Linked DNA regions of Mus musculus: region 2 is linked to region 1. The links are chromatin contacts, called in public promoter capture Hi-C maps. All regions are on one chromosome and are shown on one strand. Each heading gives the region's core, a stretch centred on a gene start, on an enhancer-like site or on the middle of the called end of the contact. The rest is flanking DNA. Distances are from core to core; before and after follow the strand shown.

The links. Promoter capture Hi-C pulls out the DNA fragments that hold promoters and counts their contacts.
Region 2: a promoter capture Hi-C map of stem cell-derived epiblast-like cells shows a contact between it and region 1, with 2.9 times the contacts expected there. The contact joins the promoter of Car15 here to the promoter of P2rx6 in region 1. A contact is called at or near these places in 18 of 39 promoter capture datasets (the 3T3-L1 cell line, 3T3-L1-derived adipocytes, the C10 cell line and 12 more), 1 of 15 datasets of contacts at CTCF or cohesin (the NIH/3T3 cell line), 3 of 484 Hi-C or Micro-C datasets (B cells, the G1E-ER4 cell line and the HL-1 cell line), 1 of 115 datasets of contacts at active chromatin or transcription factors (pancreatic cancer cells) and 2 of 9 other capture datasets (adipose tissue and liver).

Annotation. Positions count from the first base shown.
Region 1 is chr16:17,556,600-17,563,382 of GRCm38.p6, reverse strand. P2rx6 (purinergic receptor P2X, ligand-gated ion channel, 6) reads right to left here and starts at 1,498. Exons shown (of 12, transcript NM_011028.2): 1 at 1,200-1,498; 2 at 512-662. The coding sequence starts at 1,369. It overlaps Lrrc74b (leucine rich repeat containing 74B), which reads left to right and starts at 2,136. Exons shown (of 9, transcript NM_029053.3): 1 at 2,136-2,304; 2 at 3,504-3,646; 3 at 4,005-4,137; 4 at 5,008-5,214. The coding sequence starts at 2,172.
Region 2 is chr16:17,835,125-17,841,316 of GRCm38.p6, reverse strand. Car15 (carbonic anhydrase 15) reads left to right here and starts at 3,131. Exons shown (of 8, transcript NM_030558.2): 1 at 3,131-3,276; 2 at 3,451-3,486; 3 at 3,846-4,016; 4 at 4,439-4,599; 5 at 4,682-4,774; 6 at 5,359-5,425; 7 at 5,515-5,681; 8 at 5,778-6,041. The coding sequence starts at 3,210. The coding sequence ends at 5,990. Dgcr2 (DiGeorge syndrome critical region gene 2) reads left to right here. Exons shown (of 10, transcript NM_010048.3): 10 at 1-962.

The sequences.
Region 1 (6,783 bases), core at 249-2,748:
CCATCTCTCCAGCCTCTGCCTTTTAATTCTTTCATCATTGGGAAGAAAAAAAAATGAACTTGATCCAAGATCCCTAAATGATAGCAAGGGGACTTCAGCAAGCTCAAGCCCTGGGTTCCCATCCCCTACATTTCACTTCCAAGCATAAATCATGAACCGAAGATATTTCATTCCTTCTCACATGTATCTCTCCACCACATGGGTGCTGGATGGGTGGGGTGGATGGTATTTTTGTTTTTGCTTGTTTGTTTGGTGGTTCTAGCATTGAAGCTCGGAAGCTATGAATGCCAGGCAAGCTCTCTGCCACTGAGTTGCATCGATAACCTTCCTTTAAAGGAAGTTCCGCAGGCCCTGGCTTCTTGGCTTGGGAAGCTCCACATCCCTGAAAGCTGTTTTCTCACACTGACTCAGAACCCTTCCTCCTGCATCCTATGTCTCTCATGCACGGCAGGTGTGGTTGGTGGTGGTGGCTGAAGAATTCTGACTTCCTGCAGCAGCGCTGGGGACCTACCTGTGATGGCTTCACAAAGTCAGCCACGTCCCACAGCCGGTTCTCCAGCTCCTTAACCTGGGTTACAGAAACCCCCTTGAGTTTGGTGATGACAGAAGTCTGAGGGGCCAAGTCCCGTTCCTGGTAGCCTTTTTTGGCCAAGAGGGCCCACCTAGGGAAAGGATGATGGATAGTGTAATGTCTAGATAAGGAGTAGCAGTGCTCACACACTAGGCTCCCAGACCAGCATGGAGGCCTCCACCTTCTGTCTAGCTGCGCCTCTTGCTCTATACCCCTGAGTAGGTGGAGCTCTCAGATGACGATGGTCACTTTTCACAGCCAGTGCCTTCACACACTCAGCAAACCCAGCTCCCTTCTCAAAGACTTTTCGGACATCCAGCTGGTGGTCTCTCTGAGAGGCTTAGTGCTGTGTTGCTCAGAGAATTACTGCCTCCTGCTGCATCAGGGTACCTTAGGGCAGGAGAACTGCAGACGCTAACAGAGACCGAGAAGACGCTGGAGACAAAGCCCCTTACGTGGGCGAATGGATCTTCCACTGTTCTCTGAATGGACTAAAATCCCTTCTGACTACCTCTCACCCCCATTCCCACTTTCCCACCAGCTGGGGTTCTAAAAAGCCAACTTTTATCCCTCGGCAAGCAAGACCCCCCACAGCAGACTCTGCAGTCTGGCCAGGAGCGGTTCTTACCCTATCACGTAGACTACCACTGCCAGCTGCAGCAGCCTCTGGGAGACGCCCACCCGACAGTTCCTGGTTAGCACATATTTCTCCGTCTTGTAATCCAGAAACCCCCAGCTCACGAGTGCTGCTGCGGCTGCAGAAGCCATGTTCCCAGTTCCTGCTGGCTGCAACTGCATGAGTCAGCAGGCAACTTTAGCCGCAGCTGAACTGGAGGCCAAGAAGCCATGCATGGGATTCAGGCCAGTGTTGTTAAAGGGACATCTCAAATTCAGTAGGAGCTGGCTCCTGCCTCATTCCCAAACCCCAGCTGGTGTAGCCCCGCCCCCTTTTGTCCAGAGTCCCTGGGTTGGACCCTATGCATAGAGAGAGGAATAGACCTGTCCCTACCCACTCACTTTGTTTTCTTATATGGTGGGCAGTCAACACGGGGTAACAGAAGCCCAGAGAAGGGGCTCTGAACTCAAACTTGCACATTCCAAAGAGTATAAATTGGGTTTGAGATACCCCTGCTGGCGCAGCAGCATAGCAACCTCTAGATCTTGAGAGAAAGCTGAGACCCTTAGGCAGTGACCGCATAGCTGTGGCCCCAGAGAAAAACTATTGCTAGGCTACAGATCTTCTGTAGAGCCGCTGTCTACTCCAAGCGCCGTAACTAAAACACTAGTTCTGGGGTCAGACTGGAAATGTTTGTGAAAAGAACATGAAGGAGTGACTACCCCCGTGCATGGCAGCGGTAGTCAGCCCTGGGAAAGAGCGTGCCAAGGTTGTGTTTTCTTTTGCAAACAAGACCCGGTTCCCAGGACGACGGCGGGGTGGGAGGGCGGGCACCGTTACTGGCCCCAGAGACCACCTGTTGTCCGTAGATCAGATTCGATTGGTCAAGGAGGCCAGAGGGACCGCCCACATCCCTGGGAAGAGTTCCAGGCGGTGAGCTGTGTGGTTAGAGTCTGCGTCCCGGACTGGGTAGTGAGAGTAAACATGAAGGGTCCCTGCGAAGTTCAGAAGAATGAAGATCAAGAGGGAGAAGCTGCGGCCACTGGGCCTCAGGCAGAGACCCTGGAGGCCGAAAGGTCCTGGACTGCAGATTCACACTCTGCTCTGGAAGCAGAAGGTGCCTCATCCTCCGCGTGGGGTCCTAGTTGGAATCCTCACTTGAGGATATTCCCGCAAAAGTGGTGGGAGGGCAGCTAGAACCGACCGGCACCCTCTGTGGGGGCACATTTCCCAGTATCAGCAGCTGATACCCCTCAAGTCCTTGCCCTCCTGGAGGAATGAGGAGGCCTAACATTTAGAACTGTCTTCTGGAAAACCTGCAAATGAAATACCCTGACAAGCAGTTGTGTCCCAAAGAGTTCGGGGCTGGGCGTTCCAACCTATAGGAAAAACCTAGCTAATGGATATATTGGATTTAAGATTGTTTCCAGCCCTCTGCTCCCAGGGTGTTTATATAGACCTTATGACCCGTGGACTGAGAATGTAGCTCAGTGTAGTGCTTGCCTAGCATGGTTGAAGCATTGAGCTCAAGGCTGAACTTAACCAGCAAGCTGGAGGCCAGCTTTGGTGGTGGTGGTGGAGGTGGTGTGTGTCAGTGTGTCTGTGTATGTGTGTCTCTCTGTGTGTGTCTGTGTCTCTGTGTGTGTGTGTCTGTGTGTCTGTGTGTGTGTCTTTCTGTATGTGTGTCTGTGTCTCTGTGTGTGTGTGTCTGTGTATGTCTGTCTGCCTGTCTGTGTCTGTGTGTGTGTGTCTGTGTCTGTGTGTCTGTGTGTCTGTGTATGTGTGTCTGTCTGTGTGTGTGTCTGTCTCTGTGTGTGTGTGTCTGTGTGTGTGTCTTTGTGTGTGTGTCTGTATGTGTGTCTCTGTGTGTGTGTCTCTGTGTGTGTCTCTGTGTGTGTGTCTGTGTGTATCTGTGTGTCTGTGTGTATGTGTGTCTCTGTGTGTGTGTGTCTCTGTGTGTGTGTCTGTGTGTCTGTGTATGTGTGTCTCTGTGTATGTGTGTGTGTGTGTGTCTCTGTGTGTGTCTCTCTGTGTGTGTCTCTGTGTGTGTGTGTGTGTGTGTATGTTTGGGAAGGTGATCTGTGATACCTGGACGCAGTGGGGCAAGGACAGCAAACATGTCAGCATTAGGCAAATGCTCCCTTTGGTTCACTAGTTTGGTGGCTTTGAGAAAAGACTTAATTAATTTTTAGTGTGGAGGTCCTCATCTAGAATATGGGCACAGTAGCCACCAGAACAAGAAGAAATGGCAGGGGCAGGAAAGGGTCCAGGCTATGCCAGTGATTCGTTCCTTCTTCATCTCCCATCTACTGCTAGGCACCCATGGGCTTGGAGAACGGGTCATGGCTACCCTCTATCTGAAGTCTTGCCGGGCCAATAGTGTTGTGCCAGTTTCTTGTCTTCTGCGCCAAGAGGGTGCCTCTGAATTGAACCTTCGGCACCGTGGCCTGGGGCCCCAGGTATCTGTTGGGGGACACTGGAACCACACTTGGCTGGGAGGATGTAGGAGGTAGTGGCCATCTTGTCCTTGATTCTATCTCAGACACTCAAAGCTGTCTGTGCCACACAAGTCCCATCTCCCATGCCTGCGAGACAGGGTGGAGACTGTGTGACAGAGATGAGGGTGGAATTGTAGGAAGGACTCCAGGAAGTGAGATTGGGCGGCACCTAAAGGTAGAAGCTGATGTTCTCTGGAGGAGGTGGGAGCTCTGGGGATTTAAACTGAAATTATGACCATCTGTATCTCAGTTCAGGGAAGGACCAGGCCCCCCAGGCCACTATGTTCCTCGCCCCTTGTACCTCTCTGCTCTGTTCCAGGGGGTCCGGGCATTGGCTTCCGTATTGACCTCTAATCCCTACATCAAGCGTCTGGATCTTCGGGACAATGGGCTCTGTGGTGCTGGAGCAGAGGCTCTGGCTGATGTCCTGCGTAAGAACAGCATTATCTCTGGTAGGTAGTGCAGGACTTCCGTCTGAGAAGTAGGCAAGCTTGGGGCCCCTCTTTCCCAGGGAAGTGGCTCCCTCCCCAGGCCTTCGATCTTGAGATGTTGCTAGGAGATGAGGAGGGAAGTGCCGGGTTAACCCATGCTGAGCTGCTCTTTGTCTGACCCTCTCCATTGCTCTCACTGGCCTCTCCCTGGTGAGCAGCCTCCCCCCTTGCAGTAGACTCCCAGTGCCTGAGTGCAGGGCAGGAGAGCACAGAGAAGCAGGCACCGAGGGAGGGAGAACCGGAAGGGCAAGGTGGGGGCTGGGTGAGGCTGCTTCCAGCTCTGCCGATGAAGCACAAGCTGACCCAGGCAGGCAATCACTGAGCCTGTTTTCAGCTTGTAAAGTGACCACCACAGCACTACTTTGCTCTCTGGGCTGTGGCAAACTTCAAAGGAAACGACAGAAGTGGACATCTAAGCTTACATCGCCAGTCCCTAGCAATAGGACAGTGGGGTTATGCTGTTACATCAACCATCACAGAGTAGCTGACATGCTACCACAGCATTCTTCACAGACAGTCATGGAGTGGGGAGACCATAGACCCAAGGTGACTCAGCCAACAGTGGCAAGGCTGTCACCATGCTGCCCCCAGATAAATCAGATTGCAAAGCCCCTCCTTTCCCTCAGGCTCGGAGGTTTGTGAGATACAGAGAAGTGAAAGAGGGTGGCGACTGGCTGGGGGTCCCACTGACCAGGCAGAATGTGTGGCGCCTGGCTGCGGGTCCCTCCAACCAGGGAGAGTGTGTGGTGCCTGGCTGTGGGTCCCTCTGACCTGGCAGAGTGTGGCACCTGGCTGCAGGTCCCTCTGACCAGGCAGTATTGCTGCCCTCAGATGTGGACCTGTCAGAGAATCAGATTGGAGCTGCAGGGCTCCAGGCGATCTGCACTGCCCTTGCCTTAAACCCAACTGTTGAGAAGATGCAGCTGCAAGGGAACAGGCTGGAGGAACAAGCAGCCCAGCACCTCGCTGCTCTTCTGCTGCATCACAGGGGCCTGAAATCTCTAGACCTCAGCTATAATCAGCTCAATGACCTGGCAGGTAACAAAGTCTGGGCAGTCATGGGTACTTATCGCCCCCTGGTGGCAGGGAAGGGGAATGGGCAGGACGGCACCCAGCTTCTGCCTGAAAATATCAATGTGCTGGTTTCTGCTCATGATATCTCCTCTGGCTGTCCTTCCACTCCAGCCACGGAATTCAATGAGTTCCAGGCATAGCTCACTGCCCTCTGCTGTGAGGAATCTATCTATGAACAAAACAAAGTTCCTGACCTCAAGGAACATACACTCTCAAGACCATTCTGACCTTCATAAAGAAGCAACGTATAAGTCTAGAAAATAATGGATCCACCTGCTATAAAGGGGCAGAAGTTTAAGCAGAAATCTGTGCCTTGGGTAAAAAGGAGTCAGCCATGGCAAGATCATGAAGCTGATGAACTCTCATCATGCAGGCCTGTTTCCTCCACTGGTAGACACCAGTGTGATTGGACTGGTGGTCTAGGGGAGAATGACCAGGCAATGCTTTGCAAGGGAAGCAGAGACTATATGCCCATAGATCATGGAAGAAGGTATGGAGGTTTCATCCCAAGTGCTTTTGCAAAAGGGCTTGTAGTATATCTCAGTGGTAAGGTACTTGTCCAGTGTGTGTGAGATCTTGGGCTGGGGAGAAGCTAAGTGCTAGGGAAGACATGGGAAGGCAACCTTGATCCAGTCATTGTCTCCCAGTGCCTCTGCACGGGCCGGACTGCTGTGCTAGGAATATAAATACCCACCTATGTCACTCATGTCTAAATGTGTCAATCAGCTATAAAAATCAGACCTAGGCATACCTGTAAGCTCAACTATGTGGAAGATCAGTTGAGCCTAGACTTGGGGATGATCTGGTGACATAAAAGGGCCACTCAGGCCCTGCTCAGCTGAAGCAAATTCTTTCTAAACGTGTGTGTGTGTGTGTGAGAGAGAGAGAGAGAGAGAGAGAGAGAGAGAGAGAGATGTGTGGGTGCCTGTGGAGGCTAGGACATCTCATCCTCTGCATTAGGAGTAGCAGATGGTCACGAGACATCAAATGTGGGTGCTGGGAAATGAACTCAGATCCTCGTGAGGAACAGCTGGTGCTCTTAGCTGCTCAGACACTTCTCCAGCTTCTCCAGCATCTGAAAGGAATTCTTAGATCATTGCAATGGATATGCCAGAACAACTGTCTAACAGGAGTTTTGGAATTTCTGGTCTGCCCCAAGCTGCTTAGACAGTGGAGTGGTGGAGTGGTGCTAACCTTGGCTCTGGAGTTTACCTGCTAAAGCCGAGTGTCTTCTAAGAAAGTCATTGTGAGAGCTCTGTGGAAGTAAAGGAGCATCTCACATCACTTCCGACAAACCGTGGCTGTGTCTCTGGGACTTGAGAACTGAGTAGCCAGCTTGCTGCTACTTTAATGAATGTTGCAGGCAAGCATCTTCTTCTTCTTCTTCTTCTTCTTCTTCTTCCTCCTCCTCTTCCTCTTCTCCTTCCTCCTCCTCCTCCTCCTCCTTCTTCTTCCTTCTCCTCCTCCTCCTCCTCCTCCTTCTTCTTCTTCTTCTTCTTCTTTTGAGACGGAGTTTCTCTGTGTAGCCCTGGC
Region 2 (6,192 bases), core at 1,882-4,381, 280 kb before region 1:
CAGTGGGCCTGTGACTCCTGTGCAGGTGAGAACAGGAGTGGAGGTGACTGGTGTCTGTTCTGTTGTGCATGATCAGACCCACACAGCTCTAGGTGCAGCCTTACACTACTTGGAACCTATGTTTCCCCTTCCCATACGGAGCATCTTCAGACCAGGTCCCCAGGGCTGACAGGAGTATATGATTGCTTACGGATAGTCTGCCCCATGTCTGAGCCCACAGACCATCTGCTGCAGACATCCCTCTGCAGAGGGCCCTTGCCCCCTCTACCCATTGCTAAGGACATCAGGAAGTTCGTCATGCCTCCAGCAAGTCCTAAGTGCTGGGCGCTGGGCAGCCATGCTCCAGAGCAACAATTGGGAATTGTGTTGGTGCCAGGCCACCCAAAAGAGCCCTAAGGACCACACAGCAGTGCCTCAGGAGACTGCACAGACTGGAACTTACGTGGGGACCAAATGGCTGTTGGGGTTGAGATTAGGAGGCCCAGTGGAGAGGGTGACCTAAAGTGGACTGGTGCTACAGAGGTAGGCTTGTCAGGCCTGTGGGGTCCGTCCCCCATGCCTTAGGGGTGCATGGAAGGCCTCTGTTGGGGGCTGTTTAGACTATTGCTATTCCAGTTCCAAGCACTGGAGTCTGCCAGATCTCACTGGTGAATAATCCCAAATCCAAGATTTGATGAGGTTTGTGTGTTCTTTACCCATCCCGCAAGGCCCCAGAGGGACAGGCTCCTAGGAGGCCCCTTTCCCAGGACTGCCTTGCCACTCTTCTGAGGCCAGGTGCCCTCTGACCTGCCTTGAAGTGGAATTTGATACTGTACATTGTCTCAATGCCTGTTTTTACATATTCCTTTCATTAAAGGTTTTAGTTTGGGTGTATTTTTTTGGTCAGGTTGGCATTGATCCTTTCTTAAGATGCTGTGAGAACCATTTCATCCAATGCCAAATAAACTTGTGTTATGGAAAAAGCATGGTCAGTTCTTGCTGTGGCCAGCCCCTCGACAGGGCTCTCCTAAGTTTTCAGCCCTTACAGGCATCCAGTTGGCTTCTGACACCCCTTGGTTGAGGACCAGATGGCTGAGCTTGGAGCCTCTGGAGGGTGCATGGCAAGGGGCCACACTCCTCTGAAGTTACACTACAGTCAATGCCAGGGCTGGTATATCCCCGTTACTAGTGTCCAGTGCAGGGAGGGCGCTGGACTTCATCTCTGACCATCCAGGTGGCTGTAAGCAGCTCCTTCCAGCAGGAGCTGCAGCTTGGAGGGTAGCGATTGGCAACTTACACCCAGGACTGGGCTGTTCAATGCCTTTTCCTACAGGGCTGGAAAGGCTTGAGTCCTCTGAGAAGATTTCAATCTATAAAAAATTGGATGATCTTGTCTTTCCAGAAGTCCTAAGATGCTAAAGACTTGCATAGCCTATTGCCTTGGGCTGAGGCCTCTCCTGAAAAGAGGGGGTTACACCCACCCACTATGGCACTCAGCCTGCTGGGGGTGAGAAGCAGAAAAAGCATTTACTATCATTTCTGTGAGACACCAGGATTCTTGATAGCAATGTTTGCGTGCGTGTGGGGTGTGTGTGTGTGTTATCCAGATCTCAAGAGGAAAGGAGACGTAGGGAAGGAGAGAGGGTTTTTCTGCCATGCTTTGGAGGAAAAGGGACACAGCAACCATGTAAGATCTGGGCAGTGAGGGCCTGTGGCCGGGTTGCCAAAGATGTCTGGCAGGGGCTAAATAGAACAAGCCACTAAGTTTAGGGCGGAAGGAGAGATGGAGATAATAAATTGGAAAGGGCATGCATTCCCAGGCAGGAGAGATTTGTGCTTAACAGGCAAGTTAAAGTAACAAGGCTGAGTGTGTGTCTTTTGTCCTCGGATTCTAGGGTCCCAGGAGTGGGCTGGTAATGCAATCCCCTCCTGGAGCAAAGGTGGGTAGAAAAGGAAGCCAGCTTAGGGCTTGGTTTTGAGGATCCTGGAGCTAAGCCTGGTGGAACAAAAGGGAGCCAGGAGTGGCTGGTGGCGCAGCGGGCCCCCCCCCCCCCGCCCCGCAATCCCAGGCAAGGTGGTAGCATGTTTTTTAAAACTACACACAACAAAGGTGTGCACCTCCATGCCCCACACAATATTTTAATTTTTATAGTTTTTGTGTGTTTGTGCATGAGTTTATGTATTTGCACCCCATACATGCAAGAGCCCTTATTGGTCAAACTCAGGAACCAGACTTTCAGCTGTAATCAAGTTCACTGTCCTAACTCAGAAGGGCCAGTAACTACAGCAGGCTGTCACAAAGGCTGGCAAGGGGTTGGGTTAAGAAGGATCTGCTGAGGCCTTTGGTGGGGACAGGAGCTTCATTCTACCCTCAACACATCTGAAGCAGGGTGCCTGGGGCTCTGCCAACACTGCCCTTTCCTCCCTGTCCTCTCTTCAAGGAAGAGCCTGGTCCTCCAGCAGTGCTGAGGGAGAATCCAAGGAGACATGCTAAGCAAGTACTCTTCCACTAAGCTATACCATGGGAAAGAGATGCTGAGAACTGGAATACTGAGAGGGGCAGCCCTCCAGCCCACTCCCTGGTAGTCATTGTTCAGCCTAACCTGCTCAGACATGGTGCCCATGTGCAGAAGCACATCAGGAAGCCAAGGAGGCACAGACACTTCCCTCCAGAGTGCCAGGGACTTGAGCCACTGTAGTATCCCCACCACAGGAGGGCTGCAGCTTCTCCTGAGACCTTTGTCTTTGGGAGGGTAGTCCTCAGACGAGCATCAATAGGAAGGCTGATGTGGACCTGGACTTGGAACGGGTTGGAATCTCAAACTTGTAGCATGAGAAAGAACAGCCATGCCTCCTAGCCTAAGTCTTGGGCAGTAGGATCCAATGTGCCCTCACCTCTTGAACTAATTTCTTTGACGGTGGTTTCGGCATGTCACTCCTGGTCTCTGTTACTCATTTTCACTGCTGTAAGAGTAATAACCAGACGCCCTTCGGGAGAAATGCCAACAGTTACACTGGCTGCAGCAGCTCTGAAGTTTAGGCTCCAGCCCACCTCCATTCCTAGTGGCTCTACCTGGGCTCCACCTACTCTAGCCTCACCTCAGCATGTCCACAGGGCTTATCCAGACCTCTAGTTCACCTACCAATGAATGCAGAGCAGCCTTCTAAGTAGCCTGGCTGTACATTCCTCATCCACTTTGCAGTTCTCCGGAGTCAGCCACTGCAGCATCATGTGGGCCCTGGACTTCTTGCTCAGCTTCCTCCTTATACAACTGGCGGCACAGGTGGACTCCAGTGGTGAGCACCAAGGCTCTGCCTGACACCACCTACCTACCAGTGATGGGGCAAGTTTGGGAGGAGACGCACTGACAAGGGAACAGCCTCTACTGGCTAACCTGTCTCCATTCCTGGACTGGGGTCAAGATGGAACTTTATAAAGAACCACAGTGGTCCCCTGCCTCCTGTCTACAGGTACCTGGTGCTACGACTCCCAAGACCCAAAGTGTGGTGAGAACAGTTGTAACAGGCTATGTGGATCTGTCTGGTCTCTGTCAGCTCCTGTGCTCCAAAGAACTGGACACTGTGATTCTGTGTGTCTGCTGTCAGGGTCTGTGAGTCTATGGGTGTGGCTAGATCATGTGTGTGTTGGGATGGTCCCCAGCATGAGTATGCAGCCGTGTCCCAGACCCTCCTACCTTATCTCTCTGTGGGCCAGTATGCTTGCAGACTTATAAGTCAGATGGGTGCTGCTGCAGCCAGGTGTGTGGAGGGCAGAGGGAGGGCATCTGGGTATATGGAATCCCTCGTTGTACTCCCAGACTTGCCTTTGAGACCCCTGCTGCAGACACTAGTCCTTCTTTTCTCAGGCCCTGCCCACTGGAAGGAACTAGCACCTGCCTGTGGGGGCCCAACCCAGTCCCCTATCAACATTGACCTTCGATTGGTCCAGCGGGACTACACTCTTAAGCCCTTCATCTTTCAAGGCTATGATTCAGCCCCTCAAGATCCTTGGGTCCTGGAGAACGATGGCCACACAGGTCAGCATCATAAGGTTGAGACTGCCACACAGAAGCAGGACTCCATACAGCTTACAGGAACCTCACCCATACACAGGGATGAGGACCCACAGACGAGCTGAGACACCAGCTTCTCAAAAGAGCTCACTACCCCCCAACACACAACACAAATGGGCTAACCAGCTATAAAAATGGGATACGCAGACGAGTCCAAATCCTCGTGGACAAAGCAGAGGAGGCTCTACACACGATGTAGGGAGGTGGCAGGGGACCCTCTATAAATGAAGCTAGCCATGACCCCTGAGGACAGTCAGTTCATGTCCAGATGCCAAGATGCTGGAAAGAAGTCAAGGTCCTCATAACTGAAACTGCTAGTGACAGTGTTATTCCTACCCTGGGGAGTCTGCTGGTGAGGAAAACTCTCATGTGCTCCCTGCCTTCAGTGCTACTTCGAGTAAATTCCTGTCAGCAGAACTGCCCAGCCATCCGAGGGGCTGGGCTCCCGTCACCAGAGTACCGGCTACTGCAGCTGCACTTCCACTGGGGCAGCCCAGGGCACCAAGGCTCCGAGCACAGCCTGGATGAGAAGCATGGCTCTATGGAGGTGGGTTCAGGGTGGACCAGAAGGAAGACAGGCGTAGGGAGCAGAGAGCAGCTGGTCACTACCTTTGTTCTGTATCCCCTAGATGCACATGGTCCACATGAACACAAAGTACCAGAGCATGGAGGATGCACGGAGCCAACCAGATGGGTTTGCTATACTGGCTGTGCTGTTGGTGGTGAGGAAGGGGCTGTGGCCCCGTACATGTTTCCAGAAACAGGGACTTGGAGTTGTGTGGAGGGACCAGGGATCTTCAGCTCTGAAAGACTTAGAGAACTCAGAAGAGCTCACTGCCCCCCACCAACACATGCACACAAATGGGCTAAGCAGCTTTAACAATGGGATACACAGATGAGTCCAAATCCTCGTGAATGAAGAGGAGGCTCTACACATGATGTAGGGAGGTGGCAGGGGACGCTCTATAAATGAAGCTAGCCATGAAGACAGTCAGTTCACGTCCAGATGCCCAGGGAACTCCCCACCAAGGAGGTGGGGGCCAAAGCGATGGAGTGTTGCTGGGCCTCATGGTAGGTCATCTTCTTCATCCCCAGATCTCCCAGAGCCTCCAGCTGGGCCCTTCCCACTGCTGTCCCAGCTATTTTCAGCTATTTTCAGCTATTTTACCTTCACACACACACACACACACACACACACATGAACGCACACACACACACACACGCACACACACGGGGGAGGAGAGTGAGGGGGAGAGAAAGGGAGTGGAGGTAGAGAACATCAAAATGTCTTAAAACTCTTCCACAGGAGGAAGACAGGGACAATACCAATTTCTCTGCCATTGTGTCTGGCCTGAAAAATTTATCTTCACCTGGTAAGGAGCTGTGGGGTCCCTACTGGGCTGGGTGATGAGGGTGAGGAGCAAGAGCAGGAGAGGCGAGTTCCAGTGTCTCTACTATACAGGGGTAGCTGTGAATCTGACGTCCACCTTTGCACTGGCCTCTCTGCTGCCAAGTGCTTTGCGGCTCTTGCGGTACTACCGATACTCTGGGTCTCTGACCACGCCGGGCTGTGAGCCAGCGGTGCTCTGGACTGTCTTTGAAAACACCGTACCCATTGGGCATGCGCAGGTGGGAGTCACTGCCATTCCTCCACGCCCAGTCTCTGTTACCCCCGCCTTCTTGGCCTGCCCTGTCACATCTTGACCCATCTTTACCCACCCTCAGGTAGTCCAGTTCCAGGCCGTGCTTCAGACTGGGCCACCAGGTTTGCACCCCAGACCACTCACGAGTAATTTCCGCCCCCAGCAGCCTCTTGGAGGGCGCAGGATATCAGCCTCTCCCGAAGCATCCGTCCGATCATCAGTCTCTACCCTGCCCTGTTTGCACCTGGCTCTTGTGGGCTTGGGAGTTGGCCTGAGACTCTGGCAGGGTCCCTAGGTCCAGCAATGATTCTACAATAGTATTTCCCCAATAAATCGTGCATAGTGACCTTGGCCTAATGTGTCTGGGAAGGATTGCATGCCTAGTGGTCAAGGGGATGGCGGGTAGAGAATCCTCCCTAACCTCATTGCAGCCTCAATGTTCCTGGCCACAGAACTGAGAGGCTCTTGGGTGACTGTCCTCTTGTCCACCATGGCCA